Regions from separate parts of the Sus scrofa genome. Here all the other regions are linked to region 3. A link is a contact called in public Hi-C, HiChIP or PLAC-seq and promoter capture Hi-C data. All regions are on one chromosome and are shown on one strand. The core of a region is the stretch at or near the end of the contact, and the rest is flanking DNA. Distances in the headings are between cores, read along the strand shown. Region 1 holds the start of ZMAT3 (zinc finger matrin-type protein 3). Region 2 holds the start of ACTL6A (actin-like protein 6A). Region 3 holds the start of ZNF639 (zinc finger protein 639). Region 4 holds the start of GNB4 (guanine nucleotide-binding protein subunit beta-4).

Region 1 (2,700 bases), core at 47-2,546, 220 kb before region 3:
CTTCTGTAGTAAAACGAAAGCACGAATGGTGGAACATAAAGAGACTCAAAGCAAATGCGGCTGTGTTCAACTACTGCATTAGATTAAAAGAAACTAACTTGATGAATGATATAAATAAAATATTCCTCAGATCATAAAAGCCGTTCAATTTGACGCTTAAAGTGGCATAAATGAAGGACTTACGATGGTTAATGACCCGGTGTGGAAGGGATTGAAGGAACAATAAAGAAAACCAAAGCTTCACAGAGTACCCTGTTTAAGGAAAACGAAAGATCATAGCATAGTTATAATGATCAGACTGGGGCCTACTCTTCACATACTGTATTAAAGACAACCACTTTCTCATTCGGAAAAATCTTCTGAGGAAAGAGAACACAATAAAGAAACAGGTTACCAGCACCCTCAGCAAACTAGGGAAGTCTGTAACTGGAAATTCTGGAAATGAGGGAAAGACGGTGAGCATTATTCAGAGGTCATCAGAAGGCAGAGAGAAGGAATGAGAAAGAGGAAAATAGAAAAATAATTAGTTGAGGTAAGGTACATCGCATAAAGAAGACCCAAAAGAACGCAAGAATCTGGGGGAGAAAAGGCCTGGGTGAATTGGCGAATGTTTTCCAGTCTCAGCTACGACGGTTCCTAATCCTAGGGAACCTTTCACATATTGGAATCAAAGCTACATGTACTTCAGTATCGCCCACATATACCCTACATTCCTAAAATGTGCATGCATAATACAGAAGCGCGCACACACACATACATTCACACGCACGCACCTCAATCCCATAAGGATGCCATCACGAAAGATGGAATCCCCGGTCTCCCACGGGGCGGGGGCAAGCTCGAGGGCCAAGGCAGCTGCACGCCTAGATGATCCAAACAGTACACGTGAAATGCTTAAAAACAACCAGATAAATAAAAGCAGCGCAAACCTGTCACGTGGAGCACAGGTGGAAAGACCGCACCGGAAAGGAACCGCTAGTCCCTTAGCTTCTGGGCTCGTCCTATATTCCCCGAGGCTCGCGATACCCCGCACTTACCGGAACCCCCGGGACTCGACGGAGTCTAGGCGCCGCGTCTTCCCCGGCCACCCGCCGCCGTCCGTCCTGCGCGCTCGAATCTGCCTGGTTCGTCTCCGCCGGGTTCAACTCTGCCTCCCTCCGCGCAACTTTCTCAGCTGGCCCAGGCAAGCCCCCTCCGCAGCTGAAGGCTGACTGTCAAAAGTCAGTGCTACCGGACCCACAGGGAAACAGCTGCAGGAAGTGACTGCGGAACCGGGAGGCGGCGGAGGAGGAGACTGAAGGCGCCGGCCCGGCGTCGCCAGTGCGCATGTCCTTGGTGGAGCAGGCCAGGCGACGGCCGCAGTAGCGGCGGCGGCAGCGGCTCCAGCATCCCGGGCGGGTGCGGTGCGCGCTGGGCATGTGCGGGGACTGTGAGCGCAGGGGCACTGAGGAACAAAGGCACAAGTCAGAGGGCTGATACACCACCGCGGACCCTAAAAGCTGTTTATCATATAACCTGGAAAGTTGATACAGAGCAGAAACCTGAACAGAGTTTTTGCAACTTTCACCTCCAGTCATTGAGATCCCAACTGTTTTCATTCCAGCCCCGCCTTCAGTCTGCTGATTGCCGGCTCAGGCGACTGAGAGGAGCTGCCAAAATATCCAGGATCCTTTAAACTCCTGCGGCAGAACCTTGAAACTGCACCTTCTTCCAGGATAAAGAATTCCAATCACATAAGAATTCCCCCCACCCTCCGACTCGAGAAACACACACACACACACACACACACACACACCCTCCCCAGCACCCAAAGCTGGCAAGATAGAGATGACTTTCTCTTGCTCGCGCTGCTCCCCGTCCCCTCAGCCTCACCTGCAAGACAGAAAAGACCAGGAAGAGACATTTAAGACTAAAATGTCACATCCTCTCATAGTAAACCTCAACGCTTTCAGGGACGACACTGAGAGATGAGTCGAGAGAATTCCAGCTCTAAAATGGTATTAACTAGTAAATTCTCCAATAAGAATACAATAAGAATATTTTCTGGGAGGGGGGGTAAAATATACATAACATAAATTTATCATTTTCACCATTTTAAATGTTCAGTTCAGTGATATTAAGTACATTCACAAGTTGTGTTTATTTTTTAATAATTAATTAAAATGTCAAGGAGATCTACATACAGCAAGATGTGTCCTAATAGTTGTAGGCAAACTACTGCAGCAAATTGAGGCTTTTTCTTTGGCTGAAGCACGCCATCCAATACTATCACCAACAAACCAAATAGAGTGTTTTCTAGAAATAACTTAATATATACAATGATGCTTTAAAAATCGCAACCACTGCTAATGTACACAGGCTATTTGTGCAGTGTAATTCATCATGCCTAGGTAGAAAACAAGAGTTTTTCTGAACTAAGCTTCTGTTTATGTATACGTACTTTGTGCCAAATTTTTAAATGACCACATTGTTTTTAAATAGTCCAGTTTTTTTTTTTTTTTTCTTCCCCCTTTTCTACGGCCGCTTCCCGTGGCATATGGAGGTTCCCAGGCTAGGGGTCTAATCGGAGCTGTAGCCGCCGGCCTACACCAGTGCCACAGTAACGTGGGATCCCAGCCACATCTTCAACCTACACCACAGCTCAGGGCAATGCCAGATCCTTAAACCACTGAGCGAGGGCAGGGATTAAACCCGCAACCT
Region 2 (2,700 bases), core at 145-2,644, 230 kb after region 3:
GGGCCACAGTTAACCCAGAGTACTTTGTGCATGGTACTAGATGTGTTAGATGTGTTACATGCATTGTCACTGGGGTCAGGAAACTCTCCCTATAAGTGATCCAATAGTAAATATAGCCTCCAGCTATGGCCTCTGTACTAAAACTCAACACTGCCCTTCAGACAAAAAAGCAGCCACAAACATATTCCAGTAAAACAGCTTATCATTAGATAAATGTGAATTTTACATAATTTTCACGTCACGAAATATTTTTCTTAAAATTATTAATTTTTTTTTAACTGGAACAGTCATTAATAGCTCAACAGCCACACAAAAACAAAGTAGTCTGGATTTGGCCCTGGGGCCATAGTTTGCTGACTTCTGCATTGTCTCATTGGGTAAACGGGAATTTCTAAATGATCAGGTATACTGCCATTACACTAAGTAAATAGGGAAGGGTTTTCTCCCTAACCTTGTTCCCCACCCTACTATCACTTTCAGCCTTGCTGCTGGCACTGAGACTGATGCGGCTTTATTCAACTGTTCTTAAGATAAGAGGTACCTATATGTCTAGACTCTAGGCAGACCAAGAACCATGAAGACATACAACTGATCTTAAGAATTTTAGCTGGAGCGACATGACCATGCTTTGGGTATTTTCATAAATCAAGCCGCCTGCAAAATGGCTAAAAGGGCAAGGCGACAAGTTATTGTAGTAATCCAGAGGAGCGACAACGGTGATCTGTACCAGTAGAAATAGACAGGTTGGAGATGTATTTAGGATTAGGTGATCGCTTGGAGGAGGATTGACTATATTGCTTTACACCTGGCTCAGAGGATAAAAGAAATTTATGACACTTTGAAAAACAACTTGTAAAGTGCTACCTAAATTTAGCGGGATACTGTATCATTCCCTTCTTTCAACTATTCATAACCATTTAAAAAACTTCACGGTCCTATCGGTTTGTCCGATTTACAGATTCTCCCTACCCCAAACTGGCGCATGGCACGTTAATATTTTCAACATAAATTCGTTGAAAATAGCTTTAAAAAAATTCTTCATTCACCAATATCCAAAGCCGTCGGAACTATCGCATGGAGAGGATTCCAGACCCCCTTCTAGAGGTTTATCTGGATTTGCCGGATTCCCACCGCTCCTCCACGCGCAGCCTCACCCCCTGGTCCGGCCCCATACTCTTGCCGACAGCCTGCCTCCTCCCTCTCCCGCTCCCTCCGCCCCACTCTCGGGCCCTTTCGGGAAGCTCCGCCCCCCCCAGTTCCGCAACTCAACTCCTCTCCTTCCGTCGCTTTCCATTCTCCCCGCCCCCATGGCTGTTTTCAATTGGCTAAACTGGCTGTGCCGCGACGGGGAGCGCGGCAGAGCCTCGTTCTTATTGGTTGAAATATAGCCGGGCCTCTTGTGATTGGCTGCTAAGGGGAGCCAGCAAGTGTGACTGCGCTCCGGGGTGTGTGGACGCCGCTTTGTTGCCTGAGGGGGGTGGCGGTGGAAGTTAAGAGGGTCGGGGGCTAGAGCGTCTCCGGATCTGTAGTCGCGGCGGTTGCGGTCGCTTCGCCTGGTGTCCTTTAGCGTAGGAGTCGCGTCAACAGCAGCCATGAGCGGCGGGGTGTACGGGGGAGGTGAGTGAGTGCGGCTGCTCGAGAGCGCGCCTTTTTAGCGTGTGGGGTTCGTAACCGCCGCCCCCAGCCCTCCCCTCCCCTCCCCTCCCCGGCGGCCCTTCCGGTCTCCCCCTCTCGGGACCCCGGCCTCCCCGCCCCATCCCCGCCCCGCGCTTTGCCCGCCCCCGGAGCCCACCCGGCTCCACGATCGCCCCGGGCGCCCGGAGTCGCCGCCCCCTGGGGCCTCTTCCAGTTTCCGCCCGCCGGGGAACCGGTTTTTGGGGGTGCACGCCGCCCCGGGGCTGGGCGGACAGCTCCCCTCGGGGGCCCGGCCCGGCGAGCCGCGACTGGATTGGCCGGCTCAGGGGCTCTTCTCAGGCAGTCGGCTCTGTTGGGGTGTGCGTGCTTGCGTGTTTAAACTTGGGAGGTCCCGGCAGTTAGCTAGTGTGGACCGCGGGTTTTCGCGGCGTCGGGGAGATGGCAAAGCGAGCCGCGAGGGTTGGAACTGATTGGAGGAGTGGCGGCCACTCCGGACGCAGCCTCCTCTCCGTCCGCGCTCCGCACTCATGCTGCCTCACCTTTCAATAACTCCTGCATATATGTTGACTGTGGATTCTCCAGAGTTATTCGTGGGCGGGTCTGCTCAGGGTTAGTATAGAGATATGGGTAATTTAAGAATGAGTGGGGTGCGCGGTATAGTGAAAGATTTCCGCGGGCTGGGGCTTACATCCACCTGGGTTGTAATATCAGCCTCACTTTTTATTAAACTCTTTGCCTTGGGCAAGTTGTTTAACTTTTCCCAACTTCAGACGATTCGTTTGTGGAATGAAAATTCCTACCCATTGGGATGATTGTGAAGGTTAAGGGGGGGTAATGCTACACTTGCTACTCAAAGTATGAGCCAAAGATCAATAGCATCAGCTTCACTTGTAAGCTCTTTAGAAAATACTGAATTAGAGCCTCCGTTTTTTTGCAAGATACCTAGGTGAAGCACTGAGTTATATGATTTCCTAACCCAAAATGTTGGTCTTGTTGTTGTGTTTAGTAAGGATATTGTTTCTGAAGAGGTTTTATAGGTAGGATATGAAAATAAGGTTTTTAAAG
Region 3 (2,700 bases), core at 75-2,574:
CAATATTGTTTCAGATGGAGGAGAGGTGAAAGAAATAAAAGCTAAATTTAGTTGAGGTGTACCTTTTCTACTAGTTGGTTCTCAGAAGAGTCGGCTTAGCCAACCAAGAGCTGATGTCCAGCTGCCAGCACAAATCAAAAGTCCCATGCAGCCAGAGCACGACGGTAGTTAAACGAAGGCATTGGCGCTGGCAGGCAAAATGATCTCCTTCCCAAGATCCGCGCATGGTTTTCACCACTGCTGGCAAAGCCTTAAAAAATGGCTCCCTAACGCCCCCTTGTGGCTATCACCTCAGCAGATGAAGAGAGCCTGACTACCTCAGAGGAGGGAAGGATACACAAGGTTCTTTACAAATTCCACAAACTTGGCAATTCCGTGCCGGATATAAACTATACTAGGATTAAAAGATGCCTCTAAATCTCTTCGTCTTTGGTTCGGGCCATGCCAGCATTCGTAAATATTCGTTTATTTGGGCTGAGCACACACATGAAAGTTATGAGACAGTAAAAATTAAGTATCCCAAACTGGTCTCTTTCAAGTATGGCTTTATATCCTGGGAGATAGTTGAAGGGATCAGTGAGATCTATGATTATTTCGTTACGGTGGCTGCTTGGTTAATATGTGGTAGTCAGAAAAAGCACAGTGGATGAGCGGATAAAAAGACAGATTGACCTTGGGCACACAATAATGCCTATGGGCTTCATCATTCACTTAATTATCTGAACCGGTACAGAAGCTACAAAAATGAATAAAACCTAGTCTCTTACCCTCACAAACTCACTTTACCAATTGCGAATTGGAGCTAACCTCAACTCCTTGTCAAAAAAAATTAAACATGTGACCACACCCCGTTCACAAGTTTATTTATGCTTAATTTAATCCTCTCTACATCTGCTCCTAGAAACCCAAGGTCGGAAAAGGAGTTTAATCCAGTCCACTATAATTTCACATTCATTCCACCAAGATTTTTTGTCAGGGAATCCCGCTAAAGCCTAACAATGACTCTCTATCTTTTAAGAGTTTCACCCTCTAGTTCCGTGGACAGCTGCCCTTTTCGTCCCCAACAGGCGGCGGCCCCACGCATTGCCTAACCCGAGCAAGACCTTTCTCGCACGTCCCCTGGAGGAGCTGGGTGGGAAAAGGGCGGCTGGCGCGCTTAGCTTCTCCCACTTCTTCCGGAAGGGAGGGAGGGCTGGTGGCAAACTGGCCTAAGTTCCTTCGGCAGGGCGGCGGGGAGCAATTGTAGAGGGTGGAATCACTCGCCTGTTTCGGGAGGGGCGGTCCCTCGCCCAGAAGGGACGTGCAGAGGCGCGGAGGTGCCTGCAGGGGGCGCGGGCCGCCGGGCCACCCCTGGGGCTGGAGGCCGGTGGTCCCTCCCAGGCCGGTTATGTACTGCAGCCACGCCGCCGGATCCCCGGCCCTGACTCTCACCTAGTCACCTCCCCTCCCTCTCTGCGGACCTGGGAGGTGTGCGGCGCAGGCGCGGAGCGAGGCGGTGAGTGCGGCCTCTGAGCTAGGCCCGGGGCCTAGCGGGCTGGGCGTAGGGCGCGCGGGGAGGGAGTGGGGCCAGCCCCGCTGAGCGCCCGGGAGCGCGAGGGCCGGAGCGGCGCTGCCCGCGGGCAGGGCCGCGCGGCCTCTCCGCCCGCCCTCGGGCGCCTGGGCTGCCGCCGCCTCGGAGCTGCGCCTGGGATGGCTAGGCGGGCCTAGGGCACTGGTGAGTGTGAGGGCGGAGCGGGCCGATCGGGTGCAGCTTCCTGCGGGAGAGAGCAGGGAAGACCGGATGGCGTCTTTTAAACTGAAATCCTGCTTTCGTTTTCTGGCGGGATGGCGCTCCCCTCCCCCATTCCGAAGGCAGTTCCACCCCCTGCGAAGACTGCCTCTGCCCCCCGCGGCTTTTTTCTGAACGCTGACTTTGGGGTCGGGGCTTGGGAAGCCCCGCTAGTCGCCGGGCTGCGGTGGGGCGGGTGCGTGGCGCGGAGATGGAGACGGCTGCGTCCCGGTGGTTCTTGCGCGGCCCCTCCGGGCGTCTGGCCCCAAACGCCACGCTGGCCCTCAGGCCTTGCTGGGTGGCATCTTGACCCTCCGGCGGCGCATCCTGTGCACGCACGGAGAACCGCAACCTTCAGGCGAAGGTCCCGGCTCTACGTCTCCAGCCAGTAGTCTAAGCCACTTGTTAGGGTGCCTATAACCCCTTTTGGTTTTGTTTTTCAGTACAACCTAGGGACACGAGTTATTTGAAGCAGGTTATTTCTTAGCAAAGAGAAAAGCAAGAACGGACACTAAGTTGGATATATAGCGGGCACTAGTTCAAGTTTTCCTGTCGCATTTTTTTTATTTTCATTTCTTTTAAAAATCTGGAAAATATATGCTTGTTTCAAAATGAGGGTAGAAAAGAACATGCTTTTAAAACTCTTTAGGGTAAATCTGTAGGGTTTTTTTTTTATTGTAAATGCTTGTCTTATGTTTATACCAAATAGGAAGAGAATATTTACATTGCACGAAAGGCTTCAGAAAGGTTGAACTATTTAAGTGGTGACTGCCTGTTATCTGTAGTGTGTTTTGTATGCAGACGTTCTTATTGTTGAAAAAAAATGACAGATGGAAAGATGCTGACAAGTGTTTTGTAAGTTACTTTTTAAAAAAATGAATGTTTTGGATGGCATGGTCTCCTTTTGTAAATGTAAAATATATATGAATACT
Region 4 (2,700 bases), core at 79-2,578, 140 kb after region 3:
CTTAAAGAAGGAGAGTGTGCTCTGTTTCTGTTCTAAAAGACACACTTAAAGGTCACAATCTCAGTTTGCAACACTAAGATGGACCGATAGTAAAGCGTTCTAATCAACAATTCAATGCCGAATGTCTTAAGAAAACTTTCCAGTAGGGTGCTAATTCACAGACCGAGCTATTCTGCCAGTGGAGGGAGAAAGATGCGTCCACACCCTTTATTAAAAGAGAAAGGGAAGGAGTAGGAAAAAAGGGAAGAGAGAGATGCAAAATAACAAACTGCTTCTATAAACAAATTTAAGCCTGTTTTTAAACTTTTGGGAATTCTATCTTCCTTTACCGACGGAAGAGCAATAAATATCAAAGCACAAGGAAATTATTTGTGTTCTGAAGCAGAAAAAGAACGTGGAGAGAAAAGGAAAACATTTTATCATGTGTTGAACTTAAAAGTATTCAAAATTCTTAACACCCCCCCTTACTGTGCATCATATTTCCAAAATAAATTTAACACGAAACTAATGGACTCATTTTTAGCACTCAGTGGAGAACTTTTATGAGCTCTCCCAGGGCTCTCGACCCAATAACCCTTTTGGGCAGCCCTGAATAATCGCTATCCTCAGGACAAACACCAGCTCGCGTTCCAGTGCCCCGAAGGGACCTCGGGGTGCGGAGAGGCACCTAGGGGTCGAAAGCCCAGGGACCATGGCTCACCCCCTCGCTGCCCAGAGCGAGCGGTCCCAAGGGCCTAGGAAGTGTCCGAAGCTGCGGCCAAACGGCCGGTCCCTGCACTAGAGCGCCACCGAGGCGCGCCCGCCCCGTCCTCCCAGGCAGGGTTCGCCGACCGGAGCTCCCAATCCTCGGGTCAGGAGGAACTCTGCCGGACCCGGGCCGCCTCCAGGGCCGAGTTCCGCCGGGGCAGCCTCGCGGCGCCTCACGCCCCCCTGCAGGAAGCCCGAGATGCCCCCGCGGGGCGCACCGACCAGCCGCAGCTTGCGCGGCAGCCGCCTACCTGGAGGGAGCTCGGGCCGGCTTGGACCCGGCGTCCGAGGGTCGGCTGGGCGCCTCGCAGCTCCTGGCGCACGGACCGGGCGTGCGGAGCGCAGCGCAGCGCACCGCCGAGACCAACGCCGCGGAGATCCGCCGACCACACCCAGGCCCGCGCCGCCCAGCAGCCAACTCTGCGGCGCGCGGGGCCGGGGCGGGGACGTGGCTTGAGGCGCGAGGCGCGAGGCACGAGGCGCGCGGGTCCCGCGGGGACGCGGCGCGGGCGCGCGCAGACCCCTGAGCGTGCGCGGCCTGGGCAGGGGGCGAAGGCAGCTGGCGCTGCGCACAGCTTCTGCTTCCTATTTTCTATCTCGTTTCCTGCTAGAAGGAGAAGAAAAACATTAATTCCCAGGCAGTTTCGTTTTCTTGGTGCAGCGCCTGGACGACGGAGCACACTTCTGAGTAGCGCCCAAGTGGGTTGGCCAGTTTTCCTTCCCGGCACAGTACAGGCCTCAGTTTGCTTGAGGGTAGGGCAGGGGGGCTGACTTAGAAGATCTCAAGGTCCCGCTTAGGTTTAACATTTCTGGAATTTTAAATGTAAGAGAGTAAACTGAAGCCCAGAGTCTTACAAAATTGCACTGCAATCCCAGCTCTAATGTCGCTAGTTTTGTGATCCTGTACCGTCTCAGGGCCTTAGTTTCACCGGCGAAATAGGGATAGTGTATCTGCCTCATAAAGGTGCTAAAATTTTTAATGAGATAACATTTAAACAGAGCCTACCTCTGAATAAATAATCAATGCTTGGAAGTTGTTACTATTGTCACTGATGAAAGGAGGCCTTCCAGATAACCCCATCAAGTCACTTGTCTCTGCATGAGTTAAAACATCACATGCAACCGACTTTTCCCACATTTCTCTGGGTGTTTTATGTTTAAAATGTCATAAAATGAATGCATCTACCAAATTTGCTTCCTCTGAAGTCAGTACCGCCCGGGAGCAATTTTCCTCTCCCCACCCCCATCTTTCTTCTGAGTTAATTCCAGTTTGACAGACTGTTGCTATAGCATTCCTTCTCTGACGTCAAACAATTTAAAGAAACAGCCCTGGGTAACGAAAACTGCAGAGGAGTTCTTTGTCGAGTTTCTGTGCTGGAGAAAGGTTTGAACAATATCTTCAGAGAACTTTAACACCTCCGCAGCCTTCCATTTCTTCTTCAGCAGCTTCCCACTATCACCTGGAATAAATCTTCTAGTACCTTTGTGATGAATGCACCCTGACTGAAGCTGTGGAGAAAATGTGACCCTTTGTATAAAAGCCAGACCATAACAAAAATGGAAACAGCTGTGGTACTAGGATGATAAAATTATAGGGTTCCCCCCCAAATTTTCATTTCTTAATGTGGGGTGTCTGGAAGGTTGATTGGGACCTGAATGGGTCCTTTGCAACTGTAACTGTTTATAGATTTTAATGATTAAATCTTGAGCTTTGTCATTTTTAGGAGGAAGCAAAGGAAAATTGTTATTTATTTAAGAAATTCCTATTATGTACCAGACTCCCTGCTTTCTTCTTTCTTTCTTTCTTTTCCTTTTTTCTTTTTTTCTTTTTTTTTTTTTTTTTTTTTTGACTTTTTGCCTTTTCTAGGGCCACTCCCAGGGCATATGGACGTTCCAAGGCTAGGGGTCTAATCTGAGCTGTTGCTGCCGGCCTACGCCAGAGCACAGCAACTT

What was found. Promoter capture Hi-C pulls out the DNA fragments that hold promoters and counts their contacts. Hi-C and Micro-C count contacts between places; a contact is called where the count stands out from the background. HiChIP or PLAC-seq counts read pairs in DNA pulled down with a chosen protein or histone mark.
Region 1: a contact with region 3 is called in a promoter capture Hi-C map of fetal liver, with 4 times the contacts expected there. The contact joins the promoter of ZMAT3 here to the promoter of ZNF639 in region 3. A contact is called at or near these places in 1 of 5 promoter capture datasets (fetal liver), 5 of 47 Hi-C or Micro-C datasets (embryonic fibroblasts, heart right ventricle, liver and 1 more) and 2 of 2 datasets of contacts at active chromatin or transcription factors (alveolar macrophages and skeletal muscle).
Region 2: a contact with region 3 is called in a Hi-C map of skeletal muscle, with 7 times the contacts expected there. The contact joins the promoter of ACTL6A here to the promoter of ZNF639 in region 3. A contact is called at or near these places in 2 of 5 promoter capture datasets (fetal liver and liver), 13 of 47 Hi-C or Micro-C datasets (alveolar macrophages, embryonic fibroblasts, fetal liver and 7 more) and 2 of 2 datasets of contacts at active chromatin or transcription factors (alveolar macrophages and skeletal muscle).
Region 4: a contact with region 3 is called in an H3K27ac HiChIP or PLAC-seq map of alveolar macrophages. The contact joins the promoter of GNB4 here to the promoter of ZNF639 in region 3. A contact is called at or near these places in 2 of 47 Hi-C or Micro-C datasets (embryonic fibroblasts and heart right ventricle) and 1 of 2 datasets of contacts at active chromatin or transcription factors (alveolar macrophages).

The regions. Positions count from the first base shown.
Region 1 is chr13:117,146,343-117,149,042 of Sscrofa11.1, forward strand. ZMAT3 (zinc finger matrin-type protein 3) reads right to left here and starts at 1,297. Exons shown (of 7, transcript XM_021069855.1): 1 at 1,038-1,297; 2 at 774-863.
Region 2 is chr13:117,597,021-117,599,720 of Sscrofa11.1, forward strand. It overlaps ACTL6A (actin-like protein 6A), which reads left to right and starts at 1,395. Exons shown (of 14, transcript XM_003132545.5): 1 at 1,395-1,617. The coding sequence starts at 1,593.
Region 3 is chr13:117,369,218-117,371,917 of Sscrofa11.1, forward strand. It overlaps ZNF639 (zinc finger protein 639), which reads left to right and starts at 1,325. Exons shown (of 7, transcript NM_001244656.1): 1 at 1,325-1,348; 2 at 1,413-1,495. It overlaps KCNMB3 (calcium-activated potassium channel subunit beta-3), which reads right to left and starts at 1,089. Exons shown (of 4, transcript XM_021069862.1): 1 at 63-1,089.
Region 4 is chr13:117,512,059-117,514,758 of Sscrofa11.1, forward strand. GNB4 (guanine nucleotide-binding protein subunit beta-4) reads right to left here and starts at 1,329. Exons shown (of 10, transcript XM_021069860.1): 1 at 999-1,329.